Regions from separate parts of the Hordeum vulgare genome. Here region 2 is linked to region 1. Evidence: chromatin contacts called from public Hi-C data. All regions are on one chromosome and are shown on one strand. Each heading gives the region's core, a stretch centred on a gene start, on an enhancer-like site or on the middle of the called end of the contact. The rest is flanking DNA. Distances are from core to core; before and after follow the strand shown.

Region 1 (5,504 bases), core at 1,525-4,024:
TCTATTAGGATTTTTTTGTGACTGCGTGACCAACTTTAGCTATAAGACTGCATCACCTTCTGCAGGCACCTTTGATGGCAGCCATGCCTTTTCAAATGGCAACTTCTCTACTTCTAGGCCCATAACTGGTCCTTGGAAGATTGAGCTCCCTTCATTCCAATATGCTGGATCTGATCCAAACAACTGGTCCACATACGGGACCTGTGCTGCGCAGGGTGCCAACTTTGCTGATCCCTGCATGCACTCATCAGCGGCAATGGCATCAGCTAAGTTTGAGCACATGTGCGTTGTACCAAGGAACAGCGGTCAGTTTGAAGAGCCGCTTCCAGAAGCTCATGCAGTAAGCTCTGCAGAGAACCAACAGCTGTCCGTGGGGAGTTCAAGTGCCTCTACTGGCTCACCCTGCGATGCTATGGTGGAAACATCAGAGCTTCATCTCTTGGAACAAGATCCCAACCTGAACGCTCTTGTCAACAGCTGTTTTTCCGCCCCGCCTCTTTGCCAAGCATCGCCTGATGAGCTACAGTGCTCCGATTTTTCGTCTGGTTAGTGATTACTCCATCTTCTCCATCTACTGATGATACTGCGGCTAGTTCACCGATTTCACTAGTTTAATCAACAATTATTTCATTTGCAGCAGCGAGCCCTGTGTTTGGATCCGATGAACCAACAGTCCCCCAATACGAAATAGGATATCTCTTACCTCATCCTGAAGATTCCAGGACAGACGCGTTCTCCCATTGGAGCGCGATGCCATCCGTCTTCCAGTGATGCGATCCGAACGGGTCACAAAAATGTTGCAGGTACTGACCGAGTCGCCTGTGATCTATGGAAGTGTTTGGACTTGCATTTGGCTGACACATTATTCTTCCTGATCCAGGCAGGCATCTGTGAGCGACATCCCTTCGAACCAGACGAAATCTCCAACTGGCCTCCAATAAAGCTGTAGAACCATGGTCCTGAGTAAAACTCCCTCGTGTTCATGAACACAACTTGCACGACGCGCTCACTTTGGCCATCCTTGAAAATGCCCACGTATAACTATGTCAAGAGGTTCGTTGTTTGCCCGAACACGCGCCAAGCTGCCACGTTGCTGCCCACCTGGCATCCTCCTGGAGAAGAGGGAGGAAGGAGAGCACGCCACCTGGGCGAAAAGTGGTAGCCTTGACTCTTTCTCTCTCTCTTCCAGCAGGGTGCCAGCGGGCACAAGGCGGGTGTCGCTTTGGACAGCATTGATCCTCTTGTTACCAAGTTGATCGAACGAGCTGGATGGACATTTTCAAAGTTGGATGGCCAAAGTGAGCGCTTGACGCATGTCGACTGACTGCGAGTGGTTTCACTAATTTTTTTGCTATTCTTATCACAACTTTGCCACCTCCGTCGCCTGCCTGTACCTGTAACACTGGTGTGTCGCTTGAACATTCCTTGGTTATTCTATTCCACGTGGTAGGGCTGTACACGGTGCCAGCATGTTCTGATGTTCTTTTTTAGGTTTATATTTGCGACGAATTCAAAGACCAGCGGGTTTGGTTCGTTTGACATTCGCTTGTGGAATCCGGGAGTTCACATGGGAGGAAGATCAGTATATAGCAGAAATGCACATCAACTGCTGAATCCTCGATCTCAATAAGCTAGTGCTACTTTTATAAGTTTTTATGCAGGAGTAGTAAAATCACGTGCTATTTGCTGCCTTACTGCGGAATCGTGGACGCAACTATTTCCTCTTCTGGATTTAATAAATTTTCAAAAAGGAAAAAAGGGGGGGAAACCATCTCCTCCCTGGATTGGTTTTGCCTTTGTGGATTTTGGGAGGAGAACGCGCTTGTTACGCGCCGCTTGACTGACGGATTCGAGCATCCATCAATCAGTCTCTGATTCGAGCACCAACGAGTTTGTGTTCTTTTTGGTGAGCTCCTTCGTTCATTAGAGGCGTCGATCGCCCCAGACGATGACAGCTACAGAAGCGTCGCTTCCATTGACTGACAAAGCCACAACTTGGCTCAGTTGGTTGGCTGGCACCGTCGCCGACTCGCCGTGACACCACGTACGTCAGACGGATCATTACGTCGTGACAAGCTACAAGAGGAAACGAGACCCGGCAAAAAAAAAAAGGAAGAAAGAGAAACGACGGCTACAATGAATGACGTGGCGGCCCCCCGCCGTGCCGCAGTTAATTCCGGGCGGTCGACCTGTCCGCCTCGCTGGCAGGGCCCGCGCGCTGACGAGGCAGCGGCACGCCGCGCGCACGCTTGTCGGCAGTGGCACCCTCCTCCTCCTCTCCACCGTCCACCTTCCCCCGCGGTCGCGTCGCCGAGACAAACCCCGAACCCGAAAAAACAAAAGGAAACGCACGCGCTGGCGCTGCCTCCTCGGACGCCACCGACCGAGACCTTCTTTCCTGCGTGGGTTCGCTTCGCTTCGCCCCCCTCGCAGCCTCGCTTGCTTCCTACGGCCGCCAGTTACACACGCCTCGGGGCCTCCTCACGGCGGGCCAGGGCCATGGCCACCGCCACCGCCGCGGCCCGCCTCCGGTGTCCGCCGCGATGAGCCCGAGGGCCGGGCCGGATCCGGGCGCCGAAGCCTCCGTCGCGTGGCCGGACCTCCGGGGCCGCCTCGAGCAGGCCGGCGCCCTCGCCGCGCAGCTCGCGGCCGCGGCGGAGGAACGGGCACGCCTCGCACGCCGCCTCCAGGCCGCGCTCCAGGTCCGAATGCTTTGCTTCTCGCTTGCTCCGCTCTGCTGGTCGCGCCCCTTTCTGGCACGGCCTTGATTTGACGCGCCGGTCTCGGGCATGCAGGTGAGGAGGGAGTCGCTGCGGCAGGGCGCGGCGCTGGACGAGATGAGGCGGCGGGTCGAGCGGCGGCGGGCGCGCGCGGACGACCTCGCCGTCGCCAGGAGGAGGGCCGCCGAGGGCGTCGAGCGGCAGAAGGAGCAGATGCAGGCGCAGATCGAGCGGGTGCTGCTGCTTTCCAGGGCCCTCGCCGCCGCGCACCGACAGGTGCAGGTACCTGCCCGTTTCTCCCTCCTCTCCACGCGAGATCGGAACGCGTTGTGTATTTGTGTCTGGCTGCGTTCGGTCCGATAGCATCCGTCTCATCCTGATCGATCGCAGGAAGCCAAAGAGTTAAAATCCGCGGAGAAGGCGCGGCTCGGGGATCTGCAGAGGCTGCTCAGGACGAGGCAGCAGTCCATGGTTGCCCAGGTCGCTGCCCTGTACCCCGTGAGGGTCTTCCGTGAGCTGCCCGTCGCACAAAACCACCATTCCCGCACCAATGGTGAGAATTCAGCATCCGTGTGCCTCCCCTGAGCAGCAAAACCGCTCAATGGTTTTTGCTCTGGTTTTTATACCAGAACTAACTGAAAACACAATCGGTCCTTGTATAACATCTTGTAGCCATTTATGATGAAATGGCACCACATTTTCAGGAGAGCGTCAGACACCTTCACAAGAGAATGGAGCACTTCCTCACGAGAATGGAAATGGAATTCATTTGCTCAGTGCTATCAAATCTCCGCATGTTGGTCCCTTCACCTTTTTTGGTTGGCAAATTGGAAAGCCCAAGACAAAGCAGCCGAGTTACAGCCATAAGGAGCTTCAGAGGTCGGCAGCTGTGCTTGGGTATGCAGCACATGTAAGTTTGCCTGCCCAGTGCTCTTGTACAACGAAATATTAAGACAATACATTTGGTGTAGCACACATGTCCCAGCCTAGCTAGGCCAATTATCATGCTTCATGAAGAAAATACAAAAAATATTTCTTGGGCTGCCGATTTTTTTATAAGGTTTTGAATAAATCCAATGGTAAAAATTTAGTGGTTTTCACGGCATCAAGCCTAAATTATGATAGGTGTGCAAGTTCTTCTGCCTGCATTTGCACATTCCTCCCTCAGTTCCTAAATATAAGTCTTTTTAGAGATTTCAATATGGACTACATACGGAGCAAAATGGGTGAATCTATAGTTTAAAATGCGTCTATATACATCCGTATGTGGTCTGTAATGAAATCTCTAAAAAAGGCTTATGTTTTGAAACGGAGGGAGTAGATTTTATAGGCGCAGTGCAGTCACTAGCGTTAAAATCACTAGTTGCTTACCTGGTTAATTTTGTGAGGGCATTCAAAAGTGTTAGAATCGCAAGTTGCTTATTTTGTGAGGGTTTTCACGGCATCAAGCCTAAATTATAATAGGAGTGCAAGTTCTTCTGCCTGCATTTGCACACTACTCCCTCGGTTCCTAAATATTTGTCTTTATAGAGATTTCACCACGGACTACATACGAATGTATATAGACATAATTTAGAATGCAAGTTCCTTCGTTTTGCTCCGTATGTAGTCCGTAGTTAAATTTTTTAAAAGACAAATATTTAGGAACGGAGGAAGTAGATTTTATAGGTACAGAACGTCACTAGAGTTAAAATCACTACTTGCTTACCTTGTTAATTTTGTCTGGGCATTCAAAAGCGTTAGAATCACAAGTTGCTTACTTTGTTAATTTCCTGTAGGCAGTCTTGCTTATTGCCTCATATCTTGACATTCGCCTCCGATATCCTTTGCGCTTTGGAGGATCACGATCTTATATCGGTGATCGTTTGCCTTCAGCTGAAACATCATCCATTGCTTCAGTGGAACATCGAAGCATCGACAGCGCTGACTCAAAACTAACAGATTATCCCCTTTTCTTGGAATTCCAAGATGACTCAACAAAGGCGTCCTACGCCATTTACTTGTTGCACAAGGTGTGTATTCTCCGTAGTCTTGTATTCTACTCCCTCCGTCACACAATATAAGAACATTTTTGACACTACACTAGTGTCAAAAACGCTCTTATATTACGGGACGGAGGAAGTATCTCCTTGTTGTCGTTACAATATTTGTTTAATCCAGTTTCCCATGCAAACTAAGACTGATGTTCATATTTTCCATGGTGGGTGGTTAGGATACGGAGCAGCTCTTGAACTACATTGGAGCAGAGTGTTCTGGGAGGAATGTGTTTGGTAATCTGCGGGAGCTTATTAGGATTATACTGTCAGACGAGTATTTGTACATATGATAGATTCGGTTATCATTGTGGGTTTGGATCGCATATGCTGTAGATATGGTGGTATACAGGTTTAAAAAGTAGGTGTTCTTTCTGTTCTTTTGTGTGATTCAGCCTACTCTCACTGTGCCGAGTTTTTGTATGCACAGCAAAGAGCAGCATTGGGTTGTGCTAGATCAATGATATATTTACATATGGTTTTTTACAGGAGAATAGTCCTCGCCATGTGTATTTTTGAGGTTTTTGGGCACTGCCCTCTGAGGCTTATTTTGTACTTCCTCCGTTCTATAATACTATAAGAGTGTTTTTTTTACATTAATGAAAGAGAACACTCTTATATTATGGGAGGGAGTAGTACTCAAGAAAGGTTATGAGTTAACGTCAAAATTACACCCCTTTTGTATGCTGCTCCCACATAGGACTCTGGAATTCAAGAGTTGAGACCTACTTTGGATCTGTTTGGAACGCAG
Region 2 (5,389 bases), core at 2,354-4,853, 390 kb after region 1:
ATAAATCTTGTGTTGCCCTAAAACGACTAATCCACTTTCCTAAAAAAAAAGAGGTTCTTGAATTCCCTGTGTAGACATTTGGTGAATTGAATCCCTAATTAGATTGTATAGAACCTAGAAATCCTACCCATCAAGTAATACGTAGGTCCGAAACTAAAGAAAGCACATCATCAAAGTCCCCAGAAACTCTAGGGTGTACTTTCTCATTAGGTCTCAAACAGTAATAACACAATATACAAATCCGCCATGCTGAATCATGTGTAGAGAATTATCTGCCATGCTGAAGAACTGCCTTGGTTCCTCAACGAATGCTGCAAGATATAGAGTAGAGAGTGAGTACAATACGTGTAAGATAGTGACCAGCTATAAATTTGCTTAGTGACAGAAAAACAGAGAAGCATTCTACCTGAATGTGATCAAGAGCAGAATGAAAAAGAAATAAAAAAACAAGAATCACATACTAGGAAACTAAAACGTGTGTGTGGGTGTGTGTGTGTGAGAGAGAGAGGAGCACCACCTAACTTGACCTTCTTGTTGCTGCTGGTTTTAGCATCGGGGTGAGGGGATGAAGAATGGGACGCCTCGATGGGATACTAGTTCTAGGTGGGGAGGCGAGCAAAGGAGGTGCGGCCCATCGCAGGAGATGGATCTGGTCTACACCAGTAACAGAAATTAACTTTGTTGCTTTGTCCAAAGGTGAAGAATACGGATGGAGGTGGGGGAGTGAATCTGAACATACCGATACACATAAGTCTGAATCTAATCGTATGCAAAGGCAGGGAAGGAGAGAAGGATGAGAGAGAGCTCACCTGTGTTGGTTGTATTCGAGGCCGAAGCACACCATCACCGCTACATGCGAGGGAAGACCACCAATCAAGGAGGCTCTCTTCCCGGCGCGCGGCTGTGGGGAAGGAGCAAACCTCAAGCGCCTCCACCGCCACCCTCTGCCTCACCTCCGTGCACGAGGTCAATGACGCCCAACCACCACGTGATTTCTCCATCCATGCGCGTCCTCGAACCCACCACAGATCGACGAGATAGAAAGGAGAGAAGGATCTAGGATGGAAGAGGCGGCGACGGCGGCCTGGACGGCTTGCGTGTACAAGGAGAAAAGGGAGCGACAGGGGCGATGTATCTGGGAAAAGCAAGTTGGACCAACGAGGCAAAAATATTTCAACGTTGAAACAGTAGCTCATGCTGACGTGGACAGTGCGAGAAGCAACCCCTTCCTTGTAGGTTAATGGGTTTGATGGCACCGGCAACATAGTGAAGGCCTAATACTACTATGCCGTTTGGGGGCTACCGCTGGAGATGCCAGTTCCATAGAGATTAATCACGAGGTTTTGTACTAAGAAGATTATATGCTAATCAGTGAATCACGCAATGCTTAAACGAACAAAGCTGAGCAATCCAAACCACGCACATTCAGTATAAGTATAATGGAAACAACGATATCATGGAAACAAAACCACATGAATGTCCAGCAGAACAACCATATGAAGGATTATCTGTATGACAGCACCAACTCAGCGTCGCAAAAGAGTACATAAACCAAAGATAACAATGGTGGTTTCAAGAGCACAACTGGAACCTACAACTCGACTAAATAAAATAGGTAGAGAGCTCTCTTCTCTTCACTGGGTGGTGGTGGTGGTGTTGATGATGTCCGAGTCACCTGAAGGATTTAAGTAGTGTGTCAGCAGACGTTACAGAGAGCAAGTGGATACAAATGCAAGTGATCTGAATGGCAACGAACCAGGGTCAAGGATGCTGAGGCAGCACACCCGGTAGTACTTGCCGCAGGCAGTTCCAAGATCAACATTGTCTGAAACACGTAATGCAAATTATTAGCAAAGTTAAAAAGACAGACAACAATTTATCCATAAGGTGCTAGAAGCAATGCGACAAATAAGGAACTCAAAGGATAAATTTATCGTACTTCCGTGGAAATGGTGCACGCTAATTTTCGCCAACATAGCGTAGTACTCAATCTCTGACTTCCTAAGGGGAGGGCAGTTGTTCGCGAGGATGATCAGCTTCCCTGAACAGTGAAACAAATTGCCTGGTTAGTACTCAGAATAACATGTAAACAGGTGACCAATAGATCAAACATCCAGAAATATTATGTACGCAACAAATATAGCAATGCCATGACAGGGCAGAGCCCCAGAGTGATTCCATGTAACTACTTCAATCAAACAATAGAGAACTTCTGCAGCAAATAACAAAAAATATTGCATCCTCCCATTGTACCCCAGATAAGGAGATCTTGGATAAGTTTTAAAAGAGAGGCTGACATGATTCTAGGGCACTGCATTCATCTCCATGGCGGCAAAAGATGCCAAGGAGCCAAATTTCAGTCCCGTTCTACAATCCAATATTCTAACATAACAAATTACAGTAAAAATCATTAGGAAAGCACGAACCACTGGAATAGAATTATAGAAATACCTATGAATTACCTAAATGGCAAGCAATTCCATCTTGCTGCATCAATTTAACAATTCAAAACACCTAACAAGGATGTAATTGCTGTCGTACAATGCATTTACCTCTTAGGCACACAGAAGTGAAGCCAACAAGACAAACTGCAGTAAAACTGCTATCAACAAACATAAATATTTCATCCTCCCACTATCCACTAGACATTAAAGAGGTCGTGTAGAATCTAAATTAGGAGCTGGCTTGTTCTAGGGCCCTGTATTCATCTCTAAGGCACAGCCAAAGCAAGCCAACGAGGTAAACTTCAGTCCCATCCTACAAACTAAATTGATCAGAATGAGGTAAACTTCAGTCCCATCCTACAAACTAAAAACTACGGCATCTATCAACAAAAGGCTCAAGGTATAAACTGGTACCAGCAAACCAAAATATTTCAACATTCCATGGTCCACTAGACATTAAAGAGGTCTCATAGAAGTCCAAATTAGGAGGTGACTTGTTCTAGGGCGCTGTATTCATCTCCGAGGCACAGCAAAAGCAAGCCAATGAGGTAAACTTCAGTCCCGAATATCTAGTATAGGAACTAATAGTCTCAACACTTCACCGAGTACATCAAGTAATTGATAGACACAAAACATAAATTAACTACCACTTCGTTCTACACAAGGTAATCACGCATCTCGGAATTAACACAGACCGTAACCCAAATTATTCTAGACAATCAGATACATAGAAGTAACGAACCAGCAGATCAGCCACAGCGAAGCATCATTCAACAGTGACAAAAAAAAGCCGTTAAAAGAGAAGAGCCGATCTGTCTATACCCTTGGAGCTGCGGAGCGTCTTGAGGACGGTCTTGTAGCCGAGCGTGTACTTGCCGCTCTTCATCACCAGCTGCAGCTTGTTGTTGATGTTCTCCCCGCTCTTCTTCTGCAGAGCGCGCCCAATGGATTGAAAAGCAAATCAGTGAGAAGATCTCCCGGAAGGAGAGGAACAAATCGAGCCGAAATGGGAGGAGTGGCGGCGGACGGGGATCGATTAGGGTTCGTACCGCCTTCTTGGTGGGAGCCATCGCGTCGGGCGGCCGCGGCGAGCGAGCGTGGGGATGCGGATGGCTTCGGGGGAGGCGGCGGCGCAGACGCAAATGGAGGGCTCGCTAGGGTTTAGAGACAGGGGCTATATAGGTGCGGCTGCGGCCTGCGGGGTTGAAACTGCCGGGACGGAGCTGGGCTGGACTGGGCCTGCATGGGCCGGATATGAACCCAATGGGCCGTTGCGTAGAGCTGACGAGGTGGGCCTGTCCTGCCAGTCTGCTACGATCGTAAAAATGGCGCTGGCTGATCCGTAGCCCGTACGTGGTGTGTCTCCAACTCTCCAGTCGCAAAAACCCTAGCACGAGCAGCGCCGCCGCCGCCACACGCCGCAGCAGCAGTCAAGCCGTCGCCGGAGGAGATGAGGGGGAAGGGGAAGGCGCTGGACATCCTCGCGGGCTCCGACGACGACTCGGATGTCCCCGCCGAGGACAACTCGAAGATCCAGATCAACGAGGAGTACGCGCGCAAATACGAGCACAACAAGCGGCGCGAGGCGCTGCATCGCCTCGAGGAGCAGAAGAAGAAGGGCCTCGTCGCCGACCCCGACGACGACGACGACGACGAGTCGGATGAGGACGAGGCCGTCGCCGCAGCCTCCCGCCGCGTCGACCGCCGCGTGCTCCAGGTCATCCGCCGCATCCGCACCGGCGACAGCGCCATCTTCGACAAGGACGCCAAGGTGTACTCGTCCTCGTCGGAGGACGAGGACGACGACGCCGAGGGGGAGCCCAAGGAGGGGAAGAAGGCCAAGAAGGAGCGCCCACTGTACCTCAAGGACGTCAACGCCCAGCACCTGCTCGAGGAGGGCCCCGAGTTCGCCGCGCAGACTGGCCGCGGCAGCAAGTATGACAGGATTGCGTACGACGAGCGCCAGAGGGAGGGGCTCAAGGAGTTCCTTGAGGCGGAGAAGAAGGCATTGGGCGATGGTGATGGCGAGGAGGACGACGATCTGTTCATGGCCAAGCAGGCCGACGGAGATGGTGACGACAGCCAAGAGGATGAAGATGAGAAGCAAACTGAAGAGCTGTTGGGTGAGGTTTTTGGGGATGATGAGAAGCTGGATGACAATGAGAAGTTTTTGAAGAATTACATCCTCAATAGGCCCTACCTTGAACCAGTGCCCGACAAGTTCTCGCTGGATGATATCCAGGAGGTATCAGAGGAAGAGGTTGAGATCGAAAGGCAGGAGGACTATGAGGAGACATATAATAAGGTGGGAAAATATAATTTCCGGCATGAGGAGGTGGAAGCTTCAGAGGGAGTGGTGACTGATCGGGTAATGGGACATCCCCGGGTTGTTGAGGGATCGGTGAGGAAGAAGGAGAGCAGCAGAAAGAAGCAGCGCAAGAGCAAGGAGGAACGGCTTGCACGAGCCAAGCAGGAGCAGGCTGAGGAGCTGAAGCATCTCAAGAATTTGAAGAAGAAAGAGATTGCTGAGAAGCTTGAGAAAATCCGGATGATTGCTGGAATTGAAGGGGAAGCTGCTTGTAAGCTTGGTGCAGATGACTTGGAGGAAGATTTTGATCCAGAGGATTATGACAGGAAAATGCAGGAGATGTTTGATGAAAACTACTATGGTGCTGATGAGGTTGATCCTGAGTTTGGAAGTGGAGATGATTTGGATTTGGTTAAACCTGATTTTGACAAGGAAGATGAATTGCTTGGGCTACCTAAAGATTGGTCTCTTGATGGTAAAGAAGGGTCTACTTCCACTGGTGAGAAGAAGAAGAAGAAAAAGGAGAAGAAAAATAAGGAGCTTGCAAATGGTGAGGAGGAAGGCGAGAAAAGGAAGGGGAAGATCTCTCTCAAGGACAAGGTGGAGCTTGAGAAGGAGCTTGACGAGTATTATAAGC

The links. Hi-C and Micro-C count contacts between places; a contact is called where the count stands out from the background.
Region 2: a Hi-C map of seedling shows a contact between it and region 1, with 4 times the contacts expected there. The contact joins the promoter of LOC123444263 here to the promoter of LOC123444210 in region 1. A contact is called at or near these places in 2 of 6 Hi-C or Micro-C datasets (leaf and seedling) and 1 of 1 datasets of contacts at active chromatin or transcription factors (embryo).

What each region holds. Positions count from the first base shown.
Region 1 is chr1H:448,815,064-448,820,567 of MorexV3_pseudomolecules_assembly, forward strand. It overlaps LOC123444210 (UV radiation resistance-associated gene protein-like), which reads left to right and starts at 2,775. Exons shown (of 5, transcript XM_045120852.1): 1 at 2,775-3,002; 2 at 3,111-3,273; 3 at 3,425-3,630; 4 at 4,499-4,732; 5 at 4,933-5,272. The coding sequence starts at 2,790. The coding sequence ends at 5,046. It overlaps LOC123444189 (transcription factor GAMYB-like), which reads left to right. Exons shown (of 6, transcript XM_045120842.1): 4 at 66-545; 5 at 641-803; 6 at 881-1,457. The coding sequence ends at 771. It overlaps LOC123444179, which reads left to right and starts at 5,360. Exons shown (of 2, transcript XM_045120819.1): 1 at 5,360-5,504.
Region 2 is chr1H:449,207,852-449,213,240 of MorexV3_pseudomolecules_assembly, forward strand. LOC123444263 (60S ribosomal protein L30) reads right to left here and starts at 3,604. Exons shown (of 5, transcript XM_045120940.1): 1 at 3,494-3,604; 2 at 3,267-3,372; 3 at 1,940-2,041; 4 at 1,757-1,825; 5 at 1,455-1,675. The coding sequence starts at 3,514. The coding sequence ends at 1,635. LOC123444270 (calcium-dependent protein kinase 2) reads left to right here and starts at 3,778. Exons shown (of 8, transcript XM_045120951.1): 1 at 3,778-5,389. The coding sequence starts at 3,895. LOC123444232 (a long non-coding RNA gene) reads right to left here and starts at 69. Exons shown (of 2, transcript XR_006630970.1): 1 at 1-69.